Regions from separate parts of the Macaca mulatta genome. Here region 1 is linked to region 2. The links are chromatin contacts, called in public Hi-C maps. All regions are on one chromosome and are shown on one strand. The core of a region is the stretch at or near the end of the contact, and the rest is flanking DNA. Distances in the headings are between cores, read along the strand shown. Region 1 holds the start of MAN1C1 (mannosidase alpha class 1C member 1). Region 2 holds the start of SELENON (selenoprotein N).

Region 1 (4,918 bases), core at 1,167-3,666, 190 kb before region 2:
GTTGTTCCATTCCCTGAGCCTCAGTTTCCACATCTGTGAAATGGGCATCTACTCACTCATTTCTTCATTCATTTACTGAGCAAACACAGTGCCCATGTGGAAGGCATTGTGATTAAGACCTGGGCAGTTAGATAAGTTAGAGAGTTAGAGAAGTAAGCAAGCCATGGTGAAGAACGGAGCACCTGCTTTGGGAAAGCACGCCAATAGTCACAAGTCAGTGGGAGAAGAGCCACGGGATGTATGAGGTCTCTGGGGGCTAGAGGTGTGGGGCAAGGGGACACCCAGGGTTTCAGAAAGCTTTTTAGAGAGAGACTGGTATCTCCCTAGCAAGTGATGGTATCAACAACTTGGTGTGATCACCAACATCACATCACTTTGAAATGGAGTTACCTGCTGGGGCCTCTAGTTTTCGTAGCCTGAGTTTGAAAGGCACGTCAGTCTTGCTGCAGTCCCACTTCTACCCTGGCTCACGGAGCATAGCAGAGTTTGGTCAGTGTCATATCACAGTGAGCATCTAGTTCAAACAGACATTTCCTTCTGAGATTCAGCTCTGCTCTTCTCCCTTCCTGGATCCTACCTTCACAGGGGACTGAACAGTGATTCCCCTACACTCTCAATGAGGAACAATGCAGATGACGACTCTAATGAATGCTGGCTCCCTGCCTGGTTCTCCAAACACATGGCTGCCCTTTCCTGCACTGAGACCCAGTGAGACGATGCTTGGGTGTTGGCGACATGGGTGAGGCCAGGCCAGGTCTCTGGGCTCCTGCACCCAAAAGGGTCACATGCTTATCTCTGACATGCACAGCTGGTTCCACATCAACCTGCCAACCAAACTCACCAGAGATTGAAATATCTGAATTGGAATTTTATATTTAAGCTGCGTGTATTTGTGGGATTGGGAAGGATTAGTCATCTCCAGTGACCAAAATGTTTGCACCTGTTACCCCACTTTCATTTTCAGTTGAGAGAAAGTTGCATGCCAGGGATATTTAAACATCGAGGGTGGGTCTGCTGTCAGTTGTCTGGCCAGAGGTAGAAGGATGACTGAGTCCCAGCCGCCCATCCGCATCAGACCTCAGGGAAGAAGCAAGATTTACGAGGAGAGAGCCTGCCTGGCCCCCTTCTTCTGTTGGGAAAGGCTTCCCTGCAGTATTTTCTGTCTCGTCAACGCTGCATTTCATTTTAAATGGCAGTTGAAAGTAGATATTTTCCCTCTTGCCTATTACAAACCTCTTAATTTGTCTCTCCCTCTGCTGTTATTTGTCTCTATAAAGTGTTTTGCATGAAAGACCCACACAGCACAATGTTGCTTCACCCTGGGTTAGGTTTAACAGGAAGGGAAGATGCAGAGACTAAGTCCAAGGAGGAAGGTGTGACGGCCTTGCGGTTGAGGACACGCGTGTCTGGGAGTTGATGCCCGGCTGTTTTTGGAGGTATCTGTTGCCTGAATGTGGGTATGCGGGTGCACATGTCCATGTTTGTGCTAATTTGCATATATGTCTATGCATACTGTGGTATAATCACTTGGGTGTCCATACCCAAATTAAGTGTATGTTTGAGTGCATGTACACACCCACATGCCAGTCTCTGTGTGCATATGGATCTATGCCCAGACGCACACATGTGCATATAAACACACGTAGGCATCAAGGTACACGTCCGTCACATGATGTGTGTGGTCTACTGTAGACACGCTCGGGGCGCTCTTCCTTTCGCTGCTTCTCAAGGCTGCGGTCAGGCTCCCTCCCTGCTCCACCCAGGGGCCCTGGCCCCGTTTAGGGTTGTAGGAAAAGGAAGGCACGCAGTGGTCTGCGGGGGGTTAGTGGAAACACCGCCTCCGCCGACCCCGCCGCGGTCACAGCTCTCTGGCTTGGCTCCAGCCACGAACAGCATCGCCGCGGCTCGGCGTTAGCGCTGAGAAGCCCGGGGCAGCCGCCAGGGCGCGGGCTGCCAGCTCCCTGACAACTCCGGACTGACACTGGGGGGCGAAAGAGGTCACCCAGCGACGGGCACAGCCCTCCAGAGCAGCACTGTCTCCGGCCCGCTTCCGGGGGCCACCAACCCGAGCCTCGCGGGCGGGTTGAGGGGTGGTCTCGGTCGCTCGGGGTCCAGCGAAGACTGGGCAGTAACCAATAGGCGACTGTGGCCCAACGGGGATCCCTCGGATGCAGCCAATGCCCTCGCTGCGCTCTCCGCCCCCGCCCTCGCCAGCCCCCCGCCGCTGGACCATTGGCGCCGGCGGGATCGGGGGTGCGCGCGACGCCGGCCTTTGGGGGAGGGCGGGGCTTGGAGCCGGGCTGCGCTCCCGCCCGCGCTCTGCCTCTGCCCCGCCCCCGGACGCGCGGCCCTCAGCCCCTCTGCGGCGCGGCGGCGGCGGGAGGGGGCGCGGGGCGCGCGCGTGGGCGTGGCCGGCGGGCGTGGCTGGCGAGCGGCAGGAGGCGGGGCGGCGAGCGCTGTCGCAGTGAAAGCCGGAGCGGCGGCGGCGGCGGGGACGGCGGCGGAGGCTGCCCGGCGGCTGTGCGCGCGTGTGGGGCGCAGGCTCGGCGGCGGCGGCCCGTCTGGAGCGGTCGCTGCGAGGACGACAGCTGCAGCGGGGGAGGCGCGGCCGGGGCTGCGCGCTCCGCGGAGCCGGCGGGGCCGGGAACAGGTGATCCCAGCGGGAGCCCCGCGCCCTACCGAGTTGGAGGGGCGGGAGCCCGCGCTCCCGGGCGCAGCTGCAGCCGCTCAGCCGCGGCTCCGGACTCGGGCATCCCTGCGCTCTCGGGGGTCCGGGGAAGCCCCCTACCCCCGCAGGCTCGGAAGTGCCTTCTCCTGCTCCCTGGCCGCTCCCGGCGCCCGCTCGGCGGCGGAGAAAGTTGTGGACGTGTCCCGATAGTCGAACCGGGCGCTGTCGCGACCGGGCTGGGTGTGCGCGCGCTCGGGGCGGCGCTGACACGCCAGCCCCCCATCACCTCGGTCCCCTCCGGAAACTGCTTCTGAAGCTGAAACTTTGGGCGCCGACCAGCGCAGGCGGGAGCCCGGGGGGCGGAGGGCGGCTCGGTGCGGGCCTGCGGGCGCCCCTCGGCGCGGACAGCCGGGACGCCGCGGACGGCATGTGACGGCCCCGGAGGCCGCAGCGCGGGAAGGCGCGGGCCCCGGCGCGGCGGGGAGGGCTCGGCCGGAGGGGAGGCTGCGGCGCGCGGCCGGTCGCTGCGGGCCCGGGCCCCGAGCCGTGCCGCTCCGCTCGCCCGGGCCCCGCCGAGGCCGCTGCGCCCCCGCCTCCTCGCGGGAGGACTCACTCCAAACTCCCTGAACTTCGGGGACAGTCCCCCGAAGCGGCGAAACTCTCAGGGTTGGCAGCCCTGCCCAGGGATCCCCATCCCGGGCGGCGCTCCGGACGCCCTCTCCTCACCGCGGCCCCGCAGACACGTGCCTGGACTCCGAGGGCCTCTGGAGCCCCCGGCCCGGCCAAGATGCTCATGAGGAAAGTGCCCGGCTTCGTCCCGGCCTCCCCGTGGGGGCTGCGGCTGCCGCAGAAGTTCCTCTTCCTCCTCTTCCTCTCGGGCCTCGTCACCCTGTGCTTCGGGGCCCTCTTCCTGCTGCCCCACTCCTCTCGCCTCAAGCGCCTCTTCCTGGCCCCCCGGACCCAGCAGCCTGGCCTGGAGGTGGTGGCCGAAATCGCCGGCCATGCCCCAGCCCGCGAGCAGGAGCCGCCTCCCAACCCGGCCCCTGCCGCGCCGGCCCCGGGCGAGGATGACCCCAGCAGCCGGGCCAGTCCCCGCCGCAGGAAAGGGGGGCTGCGGCGCACCCGCCCCACCGGGCCCCGCGAGGAGGCCACGGCGGCCCGGGGCAATAGCATCCCGGCCTCCAGGCCCGGGGACGAGGGCATCTCTTTCCACTTTGACTTCAACGCATTCCGGAGCCGCCTCCGCCACCCGGTCCTGGGAACGAGGGCGGATGAGAGTCAGGAGCCCCAGAGCCGAGTGCGAGCCCAGCGGGAGAAAGTCAAGGAGGTATGAACTCAGTCCCCACAATTCTTCCCACCAATTGCCCCCACTAAGGAGAAGATCCTCTTTCCCTTGCCTCAGTCACTCCTGGTCCCGGTGCTCCCACCCCTTTCCCTTGCCTCAGTCACTCCTGGTCCCGGGTCTACTTATGGCCCTGCAGACTACACTTTGCACCTTCCCCTTTCCTCCCAAGTGTCCCACCTTCTCTCCTCCCTACACAGTTTCCCACCACTCGGGTCAGTGAATCGTCCCCACCATGACAGATGGCAGCTGAACCCCTAGACCAACTGCCCCCTCACTCCCAGACTCTGGTCTGTCCTGTCCAACCTCCAGCCCCAGTGAGCCCCACTCCTTCCCTTTGCGGAGTTGCTAATGAGAGAGGAGTTCAGGTTTCTCAGTGCACCCGCTTTTTGCATTTATGGACACAGAGTCACTGGTTCCATTCTTTTTCACTGTGTAATCTTAAGTCCAAAACCCCTGTAGGACCTGCTTACCTGAAAACCCAGGATTTAAGGGGATATTTGGTGTCCTGCAAATATTTTGTAATCTAGTAAGCAACCTACAAACCAGAGGATATTGTGCATTCTGTTTCTATTGAGCTTTGGAACAATTGTACACGATTGTACATAATTGCATGTGATGCAGGAAGAGATGATAAAGCAGTGGTCATGTTACGGAAGCTCCGAGGTTATTGGCTTAATGAAGCAGGTCTTGAGCTGGTTCCCTGTAGGGATTGTACGAGGAGGGATTTAGAAGGATCACTTTAAGTCTGAATCTTAGTTTAAGAAATCAGAAGCAAACACAAGCCTCACAAGGCTTGAAGACAGTTGCCAGTTTGCTACTGCTGACTAAATATTCTGCTGGACCACTGTTAGAACTGCCTGCGTGCGGATGGTGCCCAGCAATGCAGAGGGGGCTGCAGTGACACC
Region 2 (5,105 bases), core at 2,368-4,867:
CATGTCACCTCCCAGCTACACTGCTCATGCCTGCCCATGGCACTGTGCCACAGTGCTCTGTCTCACTCCTTCACATTTACCTTTCTCTGAAATTACCTTGTGTGTCTGTCATTTCCTTCCTCTGAGTAGAATATTCAGCCCCCAGAGAGGAAGTGCCTTGCCCGTCTTCTATCCTACTGTGTTCCCAGGGCTGCGAACAGTCCCTCGCACATAGCAGGTACTTAGTTTGCGGAGAGGGCCACGTGGTCCAGGCATGCTTAAGCAACTCCTGCAGTGGCACCAGAAGCCTGTTTCCCCCAAGTGATCCTTTGTTCTCAAACGCTGGTCCTATTATTGGCTGCCAAGATGTTAAGGTTGGGTTTGGGGGAAATCACCTGCCTCTCTAGGGTCCCAGATGAAAAGGAGAAACAAAAAAAAAAAACAGAGCCAAATGGCCCTCTCCCTGGCGAAACTGGAGTGGAAAATCCTAATTTGATCTGATTCCCTGGAGTGCAGCAGCACCCCCTGCAGGAAGTAAACCCTGGTGAGTTTACCCCAAAGAGACGGGAAGCAGAAGAGAGGATGCTACTAGGAGGCCGGCAGGGGTGTGTGTGTGTGTCTGTGTGTGTGTCTGTGTGTGTCTGTGTGTATGTATGAGACAGAGAAAGAGAGACAGAGACAGAGACCAGGGGGTTCGAGGCAGTGACCCTGCCCCTGCTTAACATGTGGCTGCACGCAGGTCAGGCTCCCTCCTCTTCTGGTGGGTGGATGGAGTGGCCTGGAGTGCTTACACCGACACCCTGTGCGCAGGAGGTGGGTGTGGAAATCTGTGGTCCTCTGCCCCCAGGCGGAAGCTGGGACGCAGTAGGGAGTCTGAAGGGTGCTGCAGTGGCCAAATGTCCCTCTCTTCTGATGCCTCCACACTGTCTCAGTGGTAAAGTCCAGGCTTTTCCACAAGCGGACCAGAGCTCCAGCCCAATCTTCCTGCCTCCTCCTTCCTCTTCACATTCCCCTCCGGGTCCCTCTGCTCAAATCCACTGGACTATGTTCTCGAGACGCTATGGATACTCCATCGGGTTTCACACCCCTGGGCCTTCGCCTCTGCTGTTCTTACCCTCTGGAATGATCTTCCTGGGTGCTATGCCTGGTGATCTCCTGAAGTCAAGATCTGGCCAGACCTCTGCTCTGGGAAGCCTCTTCTGGGCTCTCCTGATAGTCCCAGGGACCCTCCTCTGTGCACACCCCTTTCAGAGCCCCCCTCGAGAGGAGGGTTGCAGTATCCATCGACTCATCTGGAAGAGCAGACTGTTTTGTTTCCGATGGACGCCGAATCCCCAGGACATGGCATAGTAGTCCTTCAATACACGTGTTGGAAGGATGAATGAACGAGTGCCCACTAACCTCCGAGACCCTCGTGGATGTGGCCGGTGCGTCACTCACCTCGCTGTGGTTCCCATTGGCTGCCAGTTTGCACGTGCCACCCTTGCCCACTGGGAGGCAACAGCGAGGTGCCAAAGAGATCCTGCAGGGCTGCCCCGGCCAGAACCGCCCACTAGGCCCTATCTCTCAAGGCCTTGCCCTGCCCGGGATCTTGGTTTGGGACAAGCCCTTCTGGGAAGGGCACCCTCCAGTGGGAAATCAGCGCTGCTCCACTGCCAGTCCCAGAGCTGACATCTCCCAGAGCTGACATCTCCCAGAGCTGACATCTCCCAGAGCTGACATCTCCCAGAGCTGGGCCCAACATTGATCCTTTTCCCAGAGGCACACTGATCTGACCTCAGTGTCATAAACCCAACCCCACTATATGCCTTCCTGAGCTTCTAGAATCATCCCCCAAGTCCCACAAGCCCCAGCAGCCCATTTCTTCAGCGCTGGGCAGCAGAGACCAGTAGGGTATCTGTATCTTTAAGAAAAAGCAAGCGTAATAAATAAAAGTTATCTGGGAAAGAAAACTTCCTTTGTTGATTTTCCAGAAGCTTTAGCTCATCAATCTTCCCCTCCTAACCTGCTTTGTGCTCGGCTAGTTTTGCTTCCCATAGAATGGAATTTGGTTTTCTAGTAGCATCTGTCATATGCAGGGTGTCCCCAAACAGTAGCAATAATGAGTTGAAAGTGGCACAGTTGGAAGCCTTCAGAAGCCAACGCCAGATGTCAGGCCCTTAGTGGGCCCCTCTAAGGATACTGGGGCCAGAGCACAGGGCAAGGGTTGGGTCGGGCCCACAACTCTGGAAGGTCCCTGGGAGTCATTCATCTGACAGACACTGAGGAGTGCCCACCATGTGCCACGCCCTGCATGGGCACTGGGAAGGCCTCACCTGGCGCTGCCATGGCTGGCTACCAAAGAACAGAATGGGCAGTGGAGGCAGGACCCCACCCCCAACTCAGTTGACTGGGCCATCCCCTGGGAAGCCCGGGAGGCAGGATGGCAGATTTGGACCCAGGTAGACCTGGGTGCCAGAGCTCAGGCTTCTTCATTTGAAAACCAGGCAAGCAGCCTCTGCCTCACAAGGTGGCTTGAGAACAGAGTGAGAGTGTAAATCACCCCGCCCCAAGTCCAGCACATAGGCGGAGCTCAGCATCCTTTGGATCCCTCAGGCCTAACAAGTGCCCCTGCGCTGGAGGGCTGGTGGGGCTCCGCAAGGGCAGGCACTGCTCACCTCTGGGCTCAGAGTTCTTGCCTAGAGGCTTCTGTAGCTGCCACCCTTGTCTGAGAAAATGCAGGTAGAGCCACCCGGGGCAACTGGGGGCTTTGAAAGAATGGAAGAGAGCCCCAAGGAACCAAGGCTCCTGGGGATTGACAGGCATTAAAATATGTCCTCAACTCCACCCACCTCTATTTCCAAGGCTCTCCTCCAAGCATGCCACGTGCTGTTCTCCAGAAAAGCCAGGGCCTCTGGTAGCTCCAGCTGCTGAGGGGCTACAGCCTCGCCTTCCCCTCACCAGGCCAGAGCTCGGAGGGTGGGGGTCGGGGAGCTCTTTTACCTCCTTGCTGGAGATGAGGAAATTTGGGCCCAGAGAAGTGCAAGTTCAGAGCAGCACCTGCTATGCCTGGAACAAGGCCAATCCCCATAACCCATGCATCTGCGAAGGTGGCCCCCCAACTGCACATGAGGGGAACACGGGCTGGGCTTGCTTTTTAATTTGTCTTGCTGTAGATGACAGAGGAACTTTTAGAAAACTTGTAGGTAAGGATGGACGGATGCCCCTCAGCAGTCTCTGGCCTCGTACACGGCTGCCAGCAGAGGTGGACACGAGGCCTCAGTGGCCCTCGACGCCCCTTCTCCAGGAGAGCACAGGGTGTGTGACTTCTCCCCAGCCTCTGGCCCCAGTCCCTTCTTTGTCCCAGTCCCCTGCCTGCAATCGCTCTCCGGGTTGGGCCAGGCAAGTGGGCCGCAGAGGCCTGGCTTAGCTTTGGGAACGGAAGCATAGGAAGGGGCGCGGAGAGGCAGGAAGCGGCCTGGGGAGGCTGGGGTGGTCGCGACTACAGACCCTACCGCATAGACGCGCTCAGCCCCTCTGGGCGCTCCGGTGTAGCCAACCCCGCCCTGGGTGCGGACCGTGCCGCGAAGCCGGGACCCAGCGACCCCCGCAGGGTCCCTGCCACCGCCCCGCCCCGCCCCGGCCGCCCCGCCCCCGGCCCCGCCCCGCTCCTTCGCGTCGGGGGCCGCCCGCAGCTGCCGCCAGCCGCAGCCATGGGCCGGGCCCGGCCGGGCCAACCCGGGTCGCCGAGCCCCGGCCCCGCCGCGCAGCCTCCCGCGCCACCGCGCCGCCGCGCCCGCTCCCTGGCGCTGCTCGGAGCCCTGCTGGCCGCCGCCGCCGCCGCCGCCGTCCGAGTCTGCGCCCGCCACGCCGAGGCCCAGGCGGCCGCGCGGCAGGTCCGGGCCCGAGCAGGCCGGGGCGGGGGCGCGGGAGCGGGGACTGAAGGGCCGAGCCTCGGCAGCAGGGGGAACATGGGCAGGGACGAGGCGGGGGAGGCGGGGGGCGGAGGGGGACCGGATGGGGGGAGCACGAGAAGGAGGGGACACGGGAGGCGGGTGGGGGAGCCTGGGGCCGGACTGATGGGGAGGAGGCGAACGGAGGTCACTGTAGAGCTGGGACAGACTGGAGGGGTCTGTCCAGAGGGGTGACCTGGACACAGTGAAGCTGGGACCCACAGAGTCTGCAAGGGGCACTGGGGAGCCCTGGGACAGTGAGGAGGGGACACAGGAGAGGACAGAAGGTGCGGGAGGAACAGGGCCAAGCAGCCAGGACCAGGCCTAAGGCGGGCTGGGGACAAATTGGGAGGGGCAGTCGGACCAAACAGTGGATAAGCAGGGACCAGGAGGGACTGGAGGCTCTGGGGTCAGTTCAGAGGCGACATTTGCACAGATGGACCGGGAGGCCCTGGGAGGACTCAGGAAGATGGTGGGAGGAGGGGCTCCCACCATCCGGAAGCAACTGCTTGTTGGGGACCAGGAGACGAGGCCACCAACTGGTGCCCAGCCCAGTCTCTCCTCCCAAGCAGGAATCAGCGCTGAAGACCCTGGGGACAGATGGCCTTTTTCTCTTTTCCTCCTTGGACACTGACGGGGATATGTACATCAGCCCTGAGGAGTTCAAACCCATTGCTGAGAAGCTAACAGGTACCAGGAGAGGCTGGCGGCTGGGGAGGAGGGCGCCTTGGCCACGGTGTCTTCACTGAGCAGGAGGGGCTGTCTGGAGTGGAGGGAAGCCCCTGGGGTCTCAGAGGCCCTGGACTCCTCACAGCTCTGACACTTTGTAGGTGGAGGCTTGGACTAGCTGCCCCTCAACCCCTGAGCCTGTTTTTCTCAGACTTGTGAACAATAATACCAGTTAACATTCTTTGGTCTGCGAGGTGGCTTACACCTATAATCTCAACACTTTGGGAGACAGAAGGATTGCTTGAGCCCAGGAGTTCAAGACCAGCCTGGCCAACATGGCAAAACCCCATCCCTACAAAAATACAGAAATTAGCTGGGTGTGGTGGCGCATGCCTGTAGTCCCAGCTACTTGGGAGGCTGAGGTGGGAGGATCACTTGAGGCCATGAGGCAGAGGTTGCAGTGAGTTGACATCACACCACTACACTCCAGCTTGGGTGACAGAGTGAGACCCTGTCTCAAAACAA

What was found. Hi-C and Micro-C count contacts between places; a contact is called where the count stands out from the background.
Region 1: a contact with region 2 is called in a Hi-C map of liver, with 4 times the contacts expected there. The contact joins the promoter of MAN1C1 here to the promoter of SELENON in region 2. A contact is called at or near these places in 7 of 14 Hi-C or Micro-C datasets (CD4 T cells, blood, fetal cortex germinal zone and 3 more).

Annotation. Positions count from the first base shown.
Region 1 is chr1:215,415,258-215,420,175 of T2T-MMU8v2.0, reverse strand. It overlaps MAN1C1 (mannosidase alpha class 1C member 1), which reads left to right and starts at 2,416. Exons shown (of 13, transcript XM_077968783.1): 1 at 2,416-2,485; 2 at 3,770-3,995.
Region 2 is chr1:215,224,611-215,229,715 of T2T-MMU8v2.0, reverse strand. SELENON (selenoprotein N) reads left to right here and starts at 3,617. Exons shown (of 12, transcript NM_001347992.2): 1 at 3,617-3,854; 2 at 4,484-4,601. The coding sequence starts at 3,672. LOC144335179 (a long non-coding RNA gene) reads right to left here and starts at 198. Exons shown (of 2, transcript XR_013405766.1): 1 at 97-198.